Regions from separate parts of the Zea mays genome. Here region 2 is linked to region 1. A link is a contact called in public Hi-C data. All regions are on one chromosome and are shown on one strand. Each heading gives the region's core, a stretch centred on a gene start, on an enhancer-like site or on the middle of the called end of the contact. The rest is flanking DNA. Distances are from core to core; before and after follow the strand shown.

What was found. A called contact is a pair of places that touch in the nucleus more often than the background predicts.
Region 2: a contact with region 1 is called in a Hi-C map of ear, with 2.3 times the contacts expected there. The contact joins two enhancer-like sites. A contact is called at or near these places in 2 of 25 Hi-C or Micro-C datasets (ear and tassel).

The regions. Positions count from the first base shown.
Region 1 is chr2:226,670,960-226,674,660 of Zm-B73-REFERENCE-NAM-5.0, forward strand. LOC100217316 reads left to right here. Exons shown (of 10, transcript NM_001359585.1): 10 at 456-1,165. The coding sequence ends at 818. Among protein-coding and RNA genes, the nearest start is that of LOC100217316, 11 kb to the left of the region's middle. Within about 2 kb of position 1,617, at least 19 of the 20 cell types and tissues checked have an H3K27ac peak or open chromatin away from gene starts, as enhancers often do. A contact at or near this core is called in ear and tassel, where this site is marked.
Region 2 is chr2:226,964,795-226,968,495 of Zm-B73-REFERENCE-NAM-5.0, forward strand. It overlaps LOC103647984 (transcriptional corepressor SEUSS), which reads right to left. Exons shown (of 10, transcript XM_008672496.3): 10 at 2,070-3,701. The coding sequence ends at 3,027. It overlaps LOC100501389, which reads left to right. Exons shown (of 2, transcript NM_001196121.2): 2 at 1-142. Among protein-coding and RNA genes, the nearest start is that of LOC103647984, 7.5 kb to the right of the region's middle. Within about 2 kb of position 1,602, at least 20 of the 20 cell types and tissues checked have an H3K27ac peak or open chromatin away from gene starts, as enhancers often do. A contact at or near this core is called in ear and tassel, where this site is marked.

The DNA of each region.
Region 1 (3,701 bases), core at 367-2,866:
GCAATATGGTCTTTTTTTAGGTGTTTTATCGGTTGCTGATCACTTTGTCTCTGAAACCAAATAGGTCAAGGACCAAGATTAGTCCCAGGACTAAAAAACCAAACAGGCCCTTAAGCAAAACATGTGAATGCTTATTCTTGGTTTCGAGGGTTGAAAAACCACCGGATGCAGAAAAAAATGGACGCCAGCACTGTACTTCTCCTTTCGTAGCTTAATGATTTTATACGTGTGGAACATATGACATCTGTTTATACTGGCTGGTTACTGCCACTTTTTATCACTGTTATTAATCCCTAGACCATTGGTTTGTTATTGTGCAAGGATTGTTTGTGGTTTTCATTAGAAGGTTCGTTGATGATCGATTTATTAAATGTCTGGTTGTTAATTGTTATACCTCAAAGCTCACTAAAGAGGTTTCTTTGTGACAAACCTGATACCATTTTGATTTCTTACAGACTGAGGATAGCGCTGGAGATATGGGACGAGGACGTGTCCGGGGGCGTGGTCGTGGTGGCAGGGGCCGGGGGCGTGGTTACCATCAACAGAACAACAATCAACACCACCAGCACTACCAAAACAGTAGCCACCACAGTAACAGTAGTAGTACCCGTCCAGTGGGAACCCCACCGCCATCTGGCCACCCAGTCATGATTGAGCAGCAGCAACAGCAGCAGGCAGCTCAACCACAGCCCCTCACAGCGGCTAACAAACAGCCTCCAGGTCCTCGCATGCCGGATGGCTCACGGGGATTCAGCATGGGCAGAGGGAAGCCGCAAACATTGACGCCCAAAGTATCCGAGTCTGAACCTGAACAATGAATTCGAACCTCGCAGAGAGACTAATGGGTTCCGGTTTGCCATGTTGATACATATGCTGAGAGACTTGCCTTTTAGAAGTCTGTCCTCGAGGTCGCTTTCTAATTTATGGGACCATATACATTTCTGCATGTGCTGTGTGTGTACTTCCAAAGCCAGCAGACACTGGTTCGCGAATAGTACGGTTGCGGCCATTCTGTAATTCCATTTTTGCCCCCCTTATGCAGTTTTGGGTGCAATACTGAAAATCAAAAACTCATGCTAAAAAGGTTGAAAAGAATCGAGTCGTTGTAAAATAAGATTGTTTCTTCGCTGTTTGCGGGGGACTGATCATTTCGATGCTTTTACCATTTTGTTGTTTATTATCCATTGATAATTTGTGGGCGAAGAACGGTGAAAAATTACACACTTGACCAATTGAATTATCAGTTCCTAGCAGCTGCCTGTAAATGTAACAGGGCTAAGTCAGGTCAAATCAATATCTATATTCTATTCGCTACTCTTTTTATATACTAAATTATAAGTTCGAGCTTTTTTAATATATATCTTTTAGTCTAGTTTTTAGACTGTTTGGAAGCTCAATGCGGCCACACCACACTTCCTGTTACATTGCATAGCATACCCCCGGTGGAGGCTGACGAGTGGGCTAGCCTGTCTCACCCGATTAATCCCTAAGGGCTTGTTTGGAAGGCCACTTTCTCGTGGAGAAATCATACTTTTTCCTAGGTCCAAAGCTCACGTGGAAATATACCCGAGATATACTTTTTGGTCCATTTGGAAGACAAACACCCCGGTCCAGTCCTCCCCCGATGCTGAGGGATACCCGTGGAAGCCCTCATGGCCACCTGAGGCCGGGCAACCTTCCCCAGTTTGGAAGGGACACAAGCGGATCCGAGCAACCACGCCCTCCGCCGCCACTATCGTCCACACCGCTGCCATCCGCTCTGCTGCCGCTCCATCGTCGTCCTTCCCCGACGCAGTCGCGAGCGGGACGTGAGGCGACAGTGCCCTCCACCACCGCCACCGTCTCGGATTTGTCGCCCTCCGCCGCCATCTCTGCCCTCGGTTCACTGTCCTCCACCGTCGTCTTCCGCGACACGATGTAAGACCTTCGCTCCTCCTTGTAAATTATGTACTTACCTAGGTTTCAATTAATTCTCCATTATTCGGTTCTTCGAAGGTACAATACAATGTTGTCTCCAAGACACAGTACATGGTCTTCTCCAAGATCCAGTACAAGGTCGTCTCCTCCAAGATCCAAACCCCAACGCTAGTGAGGTATGCACCTACCGAGTACAAGGTCGGCTCTCCTCTTATTTATCATGAACTGCATGAACTCTGATGCACCTAGCGAGTTCCAGAGTCCTAGTGAACTCTGATGAATTTTTATGCATGAACCGAGAGGAAGTTGCTGGTTTCAGTTTGGGGCACAGTTTTTGGACCAGTTAAGTGATGCCTATTTTTGGTTCAGAACTATACATCGATTGATCTATTTAAACTGTCCATCTTGATGCATTTTTTTGTTCAGTTGAAGGAACTTGAACTGGGTGCTTTAATAGACTCACTGCAAAATCTGCATTCAACAATTGTTTGGAGGTTTGAATGAACTAACCTCAGAAGGGGTTTAGTTGCTCGGCTTCATCACTAGCCACTATTAATGGATCAGAATGACTTGTAGACAAAAGGAGAACCACCCTCTAGTTCTTGCAGTTCATCACTAAAAATCACGAATTATAATTTATTTTGTTATGATTTGTGTTATCACTTAAGATTGTTTAAACTTGACTTAAAATTTTACATTTTTGAATAAATATTTTGAATAAGACGAGTGGTCAAAGTTTTTCTAAAAAGTCAACGACATCATATATTTAAGAATGGAGGGAGTATTTTTAGGAGCTTGTGAGTTCTGACTGTTTGGTTCGGTTTCTTTGAGAGAATGGGTAGAGGTCAACATGTGTATCACTACAGTCTGTAGATTAGATAATCGCAGTTCTTAGAAAAATTACAGAGACAATTGTCGGCGTTTCGACCCCGGGGGGTCCCTGGACCGACGAGTAAATTGTCGCTGCGTGTCCCAGCCCAGATGGGTCGGCGCGAGATGGAACACAAGGGGGAAAACCGCGGCTCGTGTTATCCTGCGCCCAGGGCGGATGCGCTTGCAGTAGGGGGTTACAAGCGTTCGCGAGGGAGAGAGAGAGAGAGAGAGAGAGAGAGCCTGTCCGTCAGCCCGTTCTCCCGCGCGGCCACCTTCTCGTACGAGGGCCCTGGACCTTCCTTTTATAGATGTAAGGAGAAGCCCCATGTGTACAATGGGGGGGTGTAGCAATGTGCTAACGTGTCTAGCAGAGAGGAGACAGAGCCCTATGTACATGCCGACGTGGCTGTCGGAGAGGTGTTAGAGCCCTGTTCATGTGATGTCGTGGCCGTCGGAGGAGCGCTTGAGCCCTGTAGAAGCACAGTTGTCGGGACCTTGCTGACGTCTCCTTGCTTCTGTAAGGGGCTGAGAACCGCCGTCGTCATGGGAGCATGCGGGGTGCCATCATTACTCGTTTACCGGGGCGAGCCAGATGGGACGCCGGTCTTGTTCCCCGTAGCCTGAGCTAGCTAGGGGTAGGGTAATGATGTTCCCCCCTGTAACGTGGTCGGTCCGAGCCCAAGGTCGGGCGAGGCGGTGACTCCTCCGAGGTCGAGGCTGAGTCCGAGCCCTGGGGTCGGGCGAGGCGGAGACCGTCTTCCGAGGTCGAGGTTGAGTCCGAGCCCTGGGGTCGGGCAAGGCGGAGACCGTCTTCCGAGGTCGAGGCGGGGGCCGAGCCCTGGGGTCGGGCGAGGCGGAGACCGTCTTCCGAGGTCGAGGCGCTGGCCGAGCCCTGGGGTCGGGGTCGGGCG
Region 2 (3,701 bases), core at 352-2,851, 290 kb after region 1:
AGTGTGTTTGCTCTGGTGCTTACTGTAAGATAACAATAGCGAATATGTTGTTAGTTAAGCTGCTGTTTTGTCAAGGCCATATTTGTCAATCCTTCGTTCACAAAGTTAGGTAGCATTAATAGAGTTTGACAAACATTTTATCAGTTGCCAAGATATCTTTTTGTGCTTAGAACACCAGTTTTTTTTTTACCGTAATGTCTTAGGGTCTGTTTGAAAGCACCCGGTTTTTAGTAAACTAGTTTATAAAACCAGTTTATTCTTTAGCTTTTAGAAATTGGATTTTCAGTTCCTAAAAAACCAAGAAGCTAGTATTTCCTAGCTAAAACAAGTTTCTGTGCGGTAAATTATGTACTGTCCTTAGTTCGGTAAAAAATTGTGATTGCCACTGCTCTCAGGCTTGTGCACGTGATACCCTTGATGCCTGCTCTACCCGATTTGAATGTTTAATTATTATTTGAAAAAAATTGAATTCAAAAATACGAGTTTAAGCTATATTTAAAATTGGCAGTAAAGAAAAATGAAGAAAAAAATGAATCAGTTACTTCTAAAATAGAGTAAACGTAGACTTGTCTTTGTAGACTTGTCTTTGTGTATAGAAAAAACTAAACTGGTTTCCAAACAACTAGGTTTGAAACACGCACACCTTTTTTTTTTACATAAACCAAGAATCCGGAGATAGAAATTAGTTTCTTAGAAACTATAGTCTTTCAAATAGGCCCCAGTCGATTTATTGGCCACCAACTTGAGGGGACAATACGGGAGCTCGAAATTGTTCTATCACGGGAGGTATCGAACCGGATAACGCCTGAATCAACTGGTTCTAAGGCTTTTGGTTGATCAGGCCGTTGCAATGCCCGCGACAAGGGCTAGCGATCTCGATGGTTGCCTCGCAGGCTTATTAGCATCTGAGAATGATCATCATCACGCACCCGGTGCTCTTTCTGTCCTCGCTTATTTGACAACAATATCCCGTGGGATACATGCAGGTTTGGACAAAAAAACCGGTAGCCCGATACCTGAACATGTATTACCGAAAACCCGAATTTTATTTGAGAATTTCGGATCACAACTTATAAAACCATTCTCCCAGAGGCGAAGCTAGGTTTCTAACTATGAATGCAAATGCACCCCCACAAAATAAAATTTCTATAGATTTAGATTCATCATATATACACCCTAGAAAAAAAAAATTATACACCCACAAGGCTAAATACATCCTCCTCTAGAACCCGAATGCGAAAGGGACTCTAACTGAGTTGGTTATGTGTTCTAATTAGCACTCCTCTAGTCTTAGGTTCTAAGGCTCTGTCTCGGTCGTGGTCGTTCTCACATGGGTTTCGATACCGCTGTGTATGGGTAGGACAGAGGTTCGAGAGTTTTCTCTACCTACTGTATATGAGAATGTCTTCTTTTTAATACAATATCTGAGAGCTATTTTACCCCACAGGTCGAGTTTTTTTAGAACCCAAATAACCCGAACTTCCAAATCCCAACCCGGTAGCGGTAGAACGGTAGCAGTAGGCAATGGCATACGTCGTACTACATGCATACAGATGCAGCCCACTCCAAGAGCCTAAGTCCAACCCAACAACAGGAACAGTCGCGTCACCCGTCAGCCCACCGTGCCCACACCCCATGGCCACGGTCCACGGGCACGCCGCACGCACTCCCTGTGTGCAACTGAAACACTGGATCTGGAAGTATGCAATTGGTGCTGCATTGTTGCTTGTGTCGACTGTCTGTGTGAATCAGAACTTTGTATCCAAATTTGTGAGTTAGAACTTTGTATGGTTAAGTGAGATTCTTCGTACGCTTTTCAAAACAGTGAATCAGAACTGCGAAGTTCCCGTCAACAGAGCAGTGAGCCAAAGGTATTTTACCAGTTCTTTTCTCGACTGGAACGTTTCGTCCCAACAAGACGAGCAAGTCAATTGACGTTTGGGTTACGAAATGTAATGTAAATAGTAATGCTAACGATTCACACTCGAATAGCGACAGTAACAAATTTAAATAAGATGGTATCCATTTATAGTGCAGTATCAATTACGGTTAGAATTAAACAAATATAATTTAACGTTATCGATTACCCCTTATGTTACCAATATGTGAACCACCAAATGGCACATATGTTCCTGAGAGCCATGGTAAATTACAGAGGATAAGGTACAAGTTATCCAGCAAGGGAAAAAAAAAGGCGAGGGACAACTCCTAATTCTTTCAGAGTATCTTTTCCCAAAGATAACTGAAGCAAGCAACAAGTGACGGGCACCCAGCTGGCAGCCAGTCCTGTAATTCTGGCTCTCCGTTCCACAGCATGTCAATGACGAAGGAAACACTAAATCTAAGGGCATGTACAGTGGAGAGACACCAAAACAGTTCTCCAAGCACAAGAGACAACTAAGAGACTCTATTATACAATGGAGTGTCTATAAATGTAGTCTACTAATAAATACAGAATTAAATGTATTTGTACAACAGCAGATTGATAGAACAGACGACAAATTCGTACAGTAGGAAGTGAGACGTCTATTACTACTTGGTTTACGAGCCAGAGGCGTCTCTTCACGGAGAGACGGCTCTAAGATTTTTTTGCAAATACACCCCTTAAACAGCTTAAGAGCCTCCACATTAAACACCACTGTACATGCCCTAAGAGCTAATATGGAATTCCCACACACACACCTGTTATACCATGCTACAACTACTTGAACCTTTTTTTCACAGCATTAAATGGGTGAAGAGTGGACAAAGGATGTGGCACATGGTGGAATTGCAACTCCCAGTAAAGAATCGGCAAAATGTTGTAAAACTCAGGGGAGTAGATCAAGAAGAGATTGGCAAACTGACAGTTACAGACTTTGCATGTACCAGCCGGGACGCACGCTATCGCTTATGGTACCCTTTCACGGCAGCATTAATGCGGAAGCCCAAAGGGGAGACTATGGCACCATAAATGCTCCACACGCGTTGCCAGCAAGGGCAGATGCACCGTCACACTGCACTCTTATGGTTTCTGGTCGCTCGCTCTATTGTGAGGGTTTCCAGTCATACTGCATGTTATTGAAGCTGTTCCCTGATCTAAATCCGCCCAGCAGCTGGCTTCCTATGTCATGCTGCTGCTGATGTTGCTGCTGGTGCTGTAGCTGACCCAGCTGCGATAGGTCGTGTGCACCGTGGTTCATTCCCATCCTTGCACCCATCGCCATCGGATTGTTCGCCATTGCCGTCCTCATCCCATGACCGAACCCGCTCATGGCGCCAAATCCCATTCCTCCTATCCCCGAGTTATTCGCGGCAGCATTGCCGAGTAAGCAGTTAACCCCATTAGCACCATGGGTTAGTCCGTTCGGTGTCTTCGTGTCATTCCCCGAGTGGCCAACACCATTCATCTGCGACGACATCAGGTCTTGCAAGATCTTCTGAACCGAGCTTTGCGAGTCACTTGGCTCGGCCTCCTGAGGCCGAGCAGCAGGTGGCTGCATCGGAGGTATGCTTGGTGATGTCGTTGGGGAGCTTAGTTGATTTGTATTTTGAGGAGCGGGCATCATGCTATTATTGGACGTTGTCGGTGCTGGGGAAGGGAAAGATGTAGGTGGGTTTGAGTGCAGCGAGCTTGTAGAGTTCACCTTCGGAATAGCCACATTGCCTCCACTATATGGACCACCGTTGTTGCTGCTCATTGCATGGTCTTGTCTAGAATT